2 separate regions of the Sus scrofa genome follow, and region 2 is linked to region 1. Evidence: chromatin contacts called from public promoter capture Hi-C data. All regions are on one chromosome and are shown on one strand. The core of a region is the stretch at or near the end of the contact, and the rest is flanking DNA. Distances in the headings are between cores, read along the strand shown. Region 1 holds the start of IRAK1 (interleukin-1 receptor-associated kinase 1). Region 2 holds the start of TAZ (tafazzin).

The links. Promoter capture Hi-C pulls out the DNA fragments that hold promoters and counts their contacts.
Region 2: a contact with region 1 is called in a promoter capture Hi-C map of fetal liver, with 2.7 times the contacts expected there. The contact joins the promoter of TAZ here to the promoter of IRAK1 in region 1. A contact is called at or near these places in 1 of 5 promoter capture datasets (fetal liver) and 1 of 2 datasets of contacts at active chromatin or transcription factors (alveolar macrophages).

Annotation. Positions count from the first base shown.
Region 1 is chrX:124,723,520-124,726,322 of Sscrofa11.1, reverse strand. IRAK1 (interleukin-1 receptor-associated kinase 1) reads left to right here and starts at 1,468. Exons shown (of 15, transcript XM_003135490.4): 1 at 1,468-1,688; 2 at 1,776-1,943; 3 at 2,076-2,207; 4 at 2,329-2,432; 5 at 2,604-2,789. The coding sequence starts at 1,553. It overlaps LOC106507059 (a long non-coding RNA gene), which reads right to left and starts at 1,271. Exons shown (of 2, transcript XR_001302752.2): 1 at 1,030-1,271; 2 at 1-467.
Region 2 is chrX:124,938,709-124,941,511 of Sscrofa11.1, reverse strand. TAZ (tafazzin) reads right to left here and starts at 1,476. Exons shown (of 10, transcript XM_021080761.1): 1 at 1,019-1,476; 2 at 718-846. The coding sequence starts at 1,127.

The DNA.
Region 1 (2,803 bases), core at 219-2,718:
GCCTCCTCTTTGGGAGTGGCTGGAGGTGGCCGCATCGTTCGGGGAGAGGCCCGTCTTGGGCAGACCTGTTTTCTGGGAACGCCGCCTGGCGTGGGGCGGAGGGGTGAGCAGCCCTTGGGGGTCAGCAAAGACCTGTTGCCTTTGAAGCGGGCAAGCAGCTGGAGAAACAAAAGGCGAAGTCACCCTGGCTGCTTTGGGGGGGGGTCTTTGCCATCTGGTGGGGGAGGCAGCCAAGTGGAGAGGCTGAAGAAGGACGCGTCAGAGGTGCCGGCCAAGCAGGGGCTGTGGGAGGCTCGCCTGAGGGGCCCAGGGAGCTCTCCGCCGAGCTTCCGCCCGGGGGGCTGTCTGAGCTCCAGCTGGTCCGGTGCGGGCCACGCAGCTGCAGGGCAGGTCGCTGCAGGGCAGGTCGCATTCTTGGAACCCTAAGGAGCTCTGGATGGCTGCAGGCTGCTGCTGTGTGCCGAGCGCTAGACAGAGGTGGACAGGAAGGGGCTGGGTGACGACAGCAGTGGGGGCAGGGCGGAAGAGCTGGGACCCCAGCGGAGGGCTTCGGGGAACCCCGGGAAGGCCCGAAGCAGGCAAGTGAGGTGGCTTGAGTTGTGCCTAAGGAAGACGACCCGGCACTAAGAGGTAGCACTGGGGGCAGTGGGCCTGTGGGCAAGAGATGGACTCCAGGAAAGCTCAGGGAGGTGACAGGGAAATAGCAGCTGCTGCCGCGCCAAGCGCCTGAGACCCCAAGGACACCAATGGCTGCCCAGCAGAGTGCGACCAGTGTGCGGCCAGCCCTGGGAGCTCGGTGCCCGATGAGCGCTTCAGAAAGGAGGGGGGGACCGCCAGCTGAGCCAGGAGGGTGACAAGAGGGAGGAGCGACAGCAGGAACCGAAGGCCTCTTTTCAAGAGATGTAAACACGTTTCATGTGCCAGTGGCGGAGGAGCCAACAAAGAAAGAGATACGGCAGGTGCTGCAAAGAGCGGGAAAGATGGGCTCCCGCGCCCAGGAGGTGGCTGGAAATGCTGAGTTGGGCTGACCTGCTGTAAAGCTTCCAGACCGTTCTTCTGCACCCCGCCTCGGCCAGGCCGCCTCTGCGACCCACATCTGACCCTGCCCTGCCCGGATCCGTTGACCACCCTCCGCTGCCTCCTAGATAAAACCAACTTCTTAAGACGGCCTCCCGGGGCCCCTCGGCCGGCCCGGTGCCAGCCCTTTCCGGAACAACCCCGCGCCGCCGCCGCTCCGAGCCCGCCCCTCCTCTTGGGAGCCCGCCCCCCCCCCGCCCCCCCCCCCCCGCGCCGGGCCCACTGCGCAGCCTTCCCGCCGAGCGGTCGCGCGCGGCGCCCCCGTGTGGCCGGGGCTCGCGGCGGCGGCGGCGGCAGCGGCGGGCGACATGGCGGCGGGCCCGGGCACCGCCCCTTCCGCCCCGCCGGGCGTCGCACGAGGCCGGCTTAAAGGGGAAGTGAGTCAGTGTCCGCGGACCCGGCCGGCCGAGGCCCGCGCCCGCCGCGGCCCCGAAAGGCCGCGAGAGGCCCCGGCCGGGCGGCGGCGGCAGCGGCCATGGCCGGGGGGCCAGGCCCGGGAGACCCCGCGGTCCCCGGCGCCCAGCACTTCTTGTACGAGGTGCCGCCCTGGGTCATGTGCCGCTTCTACAAGGTGATGGACGCCCTGGAGCCCGCCGACTGGTGCCAGTTCGGTGGGTGGCGGCGGGCCGGCGGGGGCGGGGCGGGGCGGGGAGCGCGCGGGGCCCCGGCGCCCAGGCCTGACGACCCCCGCCCCGCAGCCGCCCTGATCGTGCGCGACCAGACCGAGCTGAGGCTGTGCGAGCGCTCCGGGCAGCGCACGGCCAGCGTCCTGTGGCCGTGGATCAACCGCAACGCCCGCGTGGCCGACCTCGTGCGCATTCTCACGCACCTGCAGCTGCTCCGCGCGCGGGACATCATCACAGCATGTGAGCGCGCGGTGGCCCTCGCCCCCACGCCGGGCCCCGGGCTAGGGGTCGCCCAGGGCGTCCCACGGAGCTCTTCCCCCCTCCCCGCCCCGCGCCTGGGCCTAACAGTCCTTTCCTTCCTCGGTGTCCTAGGGCACCCTTCCGCCCCTTTTCTGCCCCCGAGCAGCACCACCCCCAGGCCCAACAGCATCTCTGCACCCTTGGAGGCCAAGGCCCCCAGCCCCCGGAAGTTGCACTCGTCAGCCTCCACCCTCCTCTCCCCAGGTAAGACAGCCCGGCCGGGTGTGGGCTTGAGGAACCTGAGAAAAGGACCCCCTTGACCCTGGCCATGGCAGTGAATCCTGCGGCCGGTCGCCGTCTCCCTGTCACTGGTGTCTTTATGCAGCTTTTCCAGGCTCCCAGACTCATTCTGACCCTGAGCTCGGCCCTCACACAAGCCCTGCCGCCCTCCAGCCCCCAGCGCTATCTGCAGCCCCTCTCTCTACCCAGGTAGGTGGGTCCTGCGGGCCCGCGGGTCTGAGACAAGCCCGAAGAAACCCAGCCTTCGCTACACTGGGGAGCCCCAGCCAGCCCAGCAGGGGCGCTGGGAGTTGAAGGAGCTTGTGGCCTGGGCAGAGGGGAGGAGACAGGCCTCCCCTGATCCGGGGTCTCTGCCCACAGCCAAGCCCAGAAAGCTCAGGGTCCCTCTTGCCGGGGGCCCCCTCTTCGTTCTGCTGGCCCCTCCACGAGATCCGCCAGGGCACCCAGGACTTCTCAGACGCGCTGAAGATCGGGGAGGGCGGCTTCGGGTGTGTGTACCGGGCGGTGATGAGAAACACGGTGTACGCTGTGAAGAGGCTGAAGCAGGTGCGTGGAGCAGC
Region 2 (2,803 bases), core at 227-2,726, 220 kb before region 1:
GTCCGGGCTACTGGCTGGCTCTTAAAGTCTCCTTCCTGGTCTCCTGTGAGCTGCGTGTGGCACCCTACAGGCCATTCTCTACTCACTAGTTAAGGGTGAGCTCTGAAAGGCTCCCATTTGACCTCATGGCTCGCCCTGAGCTCTCCCTCCCAGTCTAACCTCCAGAGTTCAGCAGTGGGAGCCCTGGGCACCCTGTACCCAGCCATCTAGGTTACTGGAGCTAAGCAACTCCCCGTGAGGTCGGCAGAACAGGAACTTCTAGGTGGGGAACTGGGCTCCCACATGAGCCTGGCTGAAGGTTACAAACCCAGCCGGGGCAAACCTGGAACCAGGACACAGGTTTTCCAGCTCCTAGCCCACCGCTTCCTTGACGGGACACCCTGGGGTCCTCAGATTTGTCCCCCAGGCTCTTTGGAACCCTCAACCGTTTAGAGAATGGAAGGTTCCACAGGCTTGATTCATCAGAGCAAAGGCGCTGGCAAACCTTGTTCTGCAGTCACTTCCACACTTCCTCATTCCCTCCAAATTTCTGAGGCTCTCTCCAAATCACACTCCCTAGGAAGATGCTAAAGGGGCCACAAGTCAACCTTTCACCCCTGGGGCAGGACATGGCAGAAACAGGTGAGCCCATTGAGAAGCGGGTTGGTTCTGCTTCTGTTCGGCCCTGTCCCAGGTTCTCTCCTTGCCTCCCCGTGCCCAGCACACTGGTCCGTGTACCCCAGAGATGAGGGTCATCCATGCAGGACTGGTGATTGGAGACCGTGATGAGGGGTGTGGCTGGGCCTCGGTTTTCGATGAGGTCGTACAGCACCTCCTTGTTGTGGACCGTGAGGTGGTTCATGTACTCTGGGGGCGGGGGGGAGAAAGGGAGTGGGGGTCTTGGCCTCCCTTCCCGGGCGCCCAGGGCTCCACCCCAGCCAAGCTCACACCCGCCAGTGCCCCCAACCCCGAACCCCAATTCTCGTTGGGCGTGGAGACCTGTGACCGACCCTGCCGCCTCAGCTTTGGGTCCACTCACTGGTCCAGAAGCAGCTGTAGGTGCCCACCAGGCCCATGACGACGCTGCTGGCCAGGGTCCAGGTGAGCGGCGGCACCGCAGGGAACGGCCATTTCACATGGAGGGGCATCTCCCCCCGGCCGAATTTCCCAGCACCCCCGCCAGAGGCCCGGCGCTCCCCCTGCCACGGGGCAGCCCGTGGGGCCGCTCGAGGTCTGTGTCCTCAACCGCTCGGGAGCCGGGTCCCTGACAGGCCCGCGCCACAGACGGGCGCCACGGCTCGGCGCTACAGGCGACTCAACCAAGGTCACCTCCTGGGTCAGGCCAGAAGCGGGCCCGGCCCCACTCTCTCGCCACAGACTAGCCGCCCCGGAACCGGGAGACAGGGAGCGGGCGGGAGCGCTCGCGCGGACCGCGGAGGCCGCCGAGCCCCGCGCACCCGCCGGAAAGCGAGTCTGCGACGCCGCCGAGCTGTACTCTCTCTGTCGCAAAACTCGCTCGGGCCGCTTGACGGCAGCGGGGGCGGACCCGAGGGCCTTGTGGCCCCGCCCCGGCCCCGCCCAGCTCCAGCTCCACCTGGGTTCGAAGCCGCCAGCCCGCGGCGCAGGGCTTTTGGCGCTTTACCTTATCTTAGGTAAAGTACCCGTGCGTGGGCAGCGAGGGCTGTGCTCAAGGTCGGGGCTGGCAGAGTACTTTTACTTTAGTTTTTGTCCACCTTTGTTTTCATTAATTTCATGTAAGATGGAATTAACCATTTTAAAGTATTTCTAATATTGTGTGTGTGTGTGTGTGTGTATAGTCTTTTTTTTTTTTTTTTTTTTTTTTTAGGGCTGCACCGGGAGCACGTGGAAGTTCCCAAGCTGGGGGTCGAATCAGAGCTGTAGCCGCTGGCCAAGACGACCGCCACAGCATGGAGGGATCCCAACTGGCTGCATCTGCAACCTGCACCGCAGCTCACAGCAACGCCGCCGGATCTTAACCCACTGAGCGGCACCCAGAATGGAACATGCGGCCCTATGGATACTAGTTGGTCTTACCCCTGAGCCACAACAGGAGCTCCGCATTTTATATTCTGTAACATATGTAATGTTATGTTATATATTGTATATATTACATTACATAATTTTACATACTCACCTACATACAGTTTTATATAATTAACAATATTACAGAATTGTACTATATATGTATGTAATATAATTTACTACATGATGTAATATGTAATATATCGCAGCATGTAACATGCAATAAGAAATTTATATATATAGGGAGTTCCCGTCGTGGCGCAGTGGTTAACGAATCCGACGAGGAACCACGAGGTTGCGGGTTCGGTCCCTGCCCTTGCTCAGTGGGTTAACGATCCGGCGTTGCCGTGAGCTGTGGTGTAGGTTGCAGACGAGGCTCGGATCCCGCGTTGCTGTGGCTCTGGCGTAGGCCGGTGGCTACAGCTCCGATTGGACCCCTAGCCTGGGAACCTCCATATGCCGCGGGAGAGGCCCAAGAAATAGCAACAACAACAAAAGACAAAAAAAAAAAGAAAGAAATTTATATATATAATAGTATTTTATATCATTTAGTACATCTGTAGTGTTGTCAACCACCACCTCCAACTAGTTCCAAACATGTTCATCACCCCAAAAAGAAAGGCCTGTACTCGTTAAGCAGTCTGTTTTTTATTTATTTTATTTTATTGTATTTTAGTCTTTTGTCTTTTTACCGCCACACCTGCAGCATATGGAGGTTCCCAGGCGAGGGGTCGAATCGGAGCTTTTGCTGCCGGCCCACGCCAGAGCCACCGCAACCCCA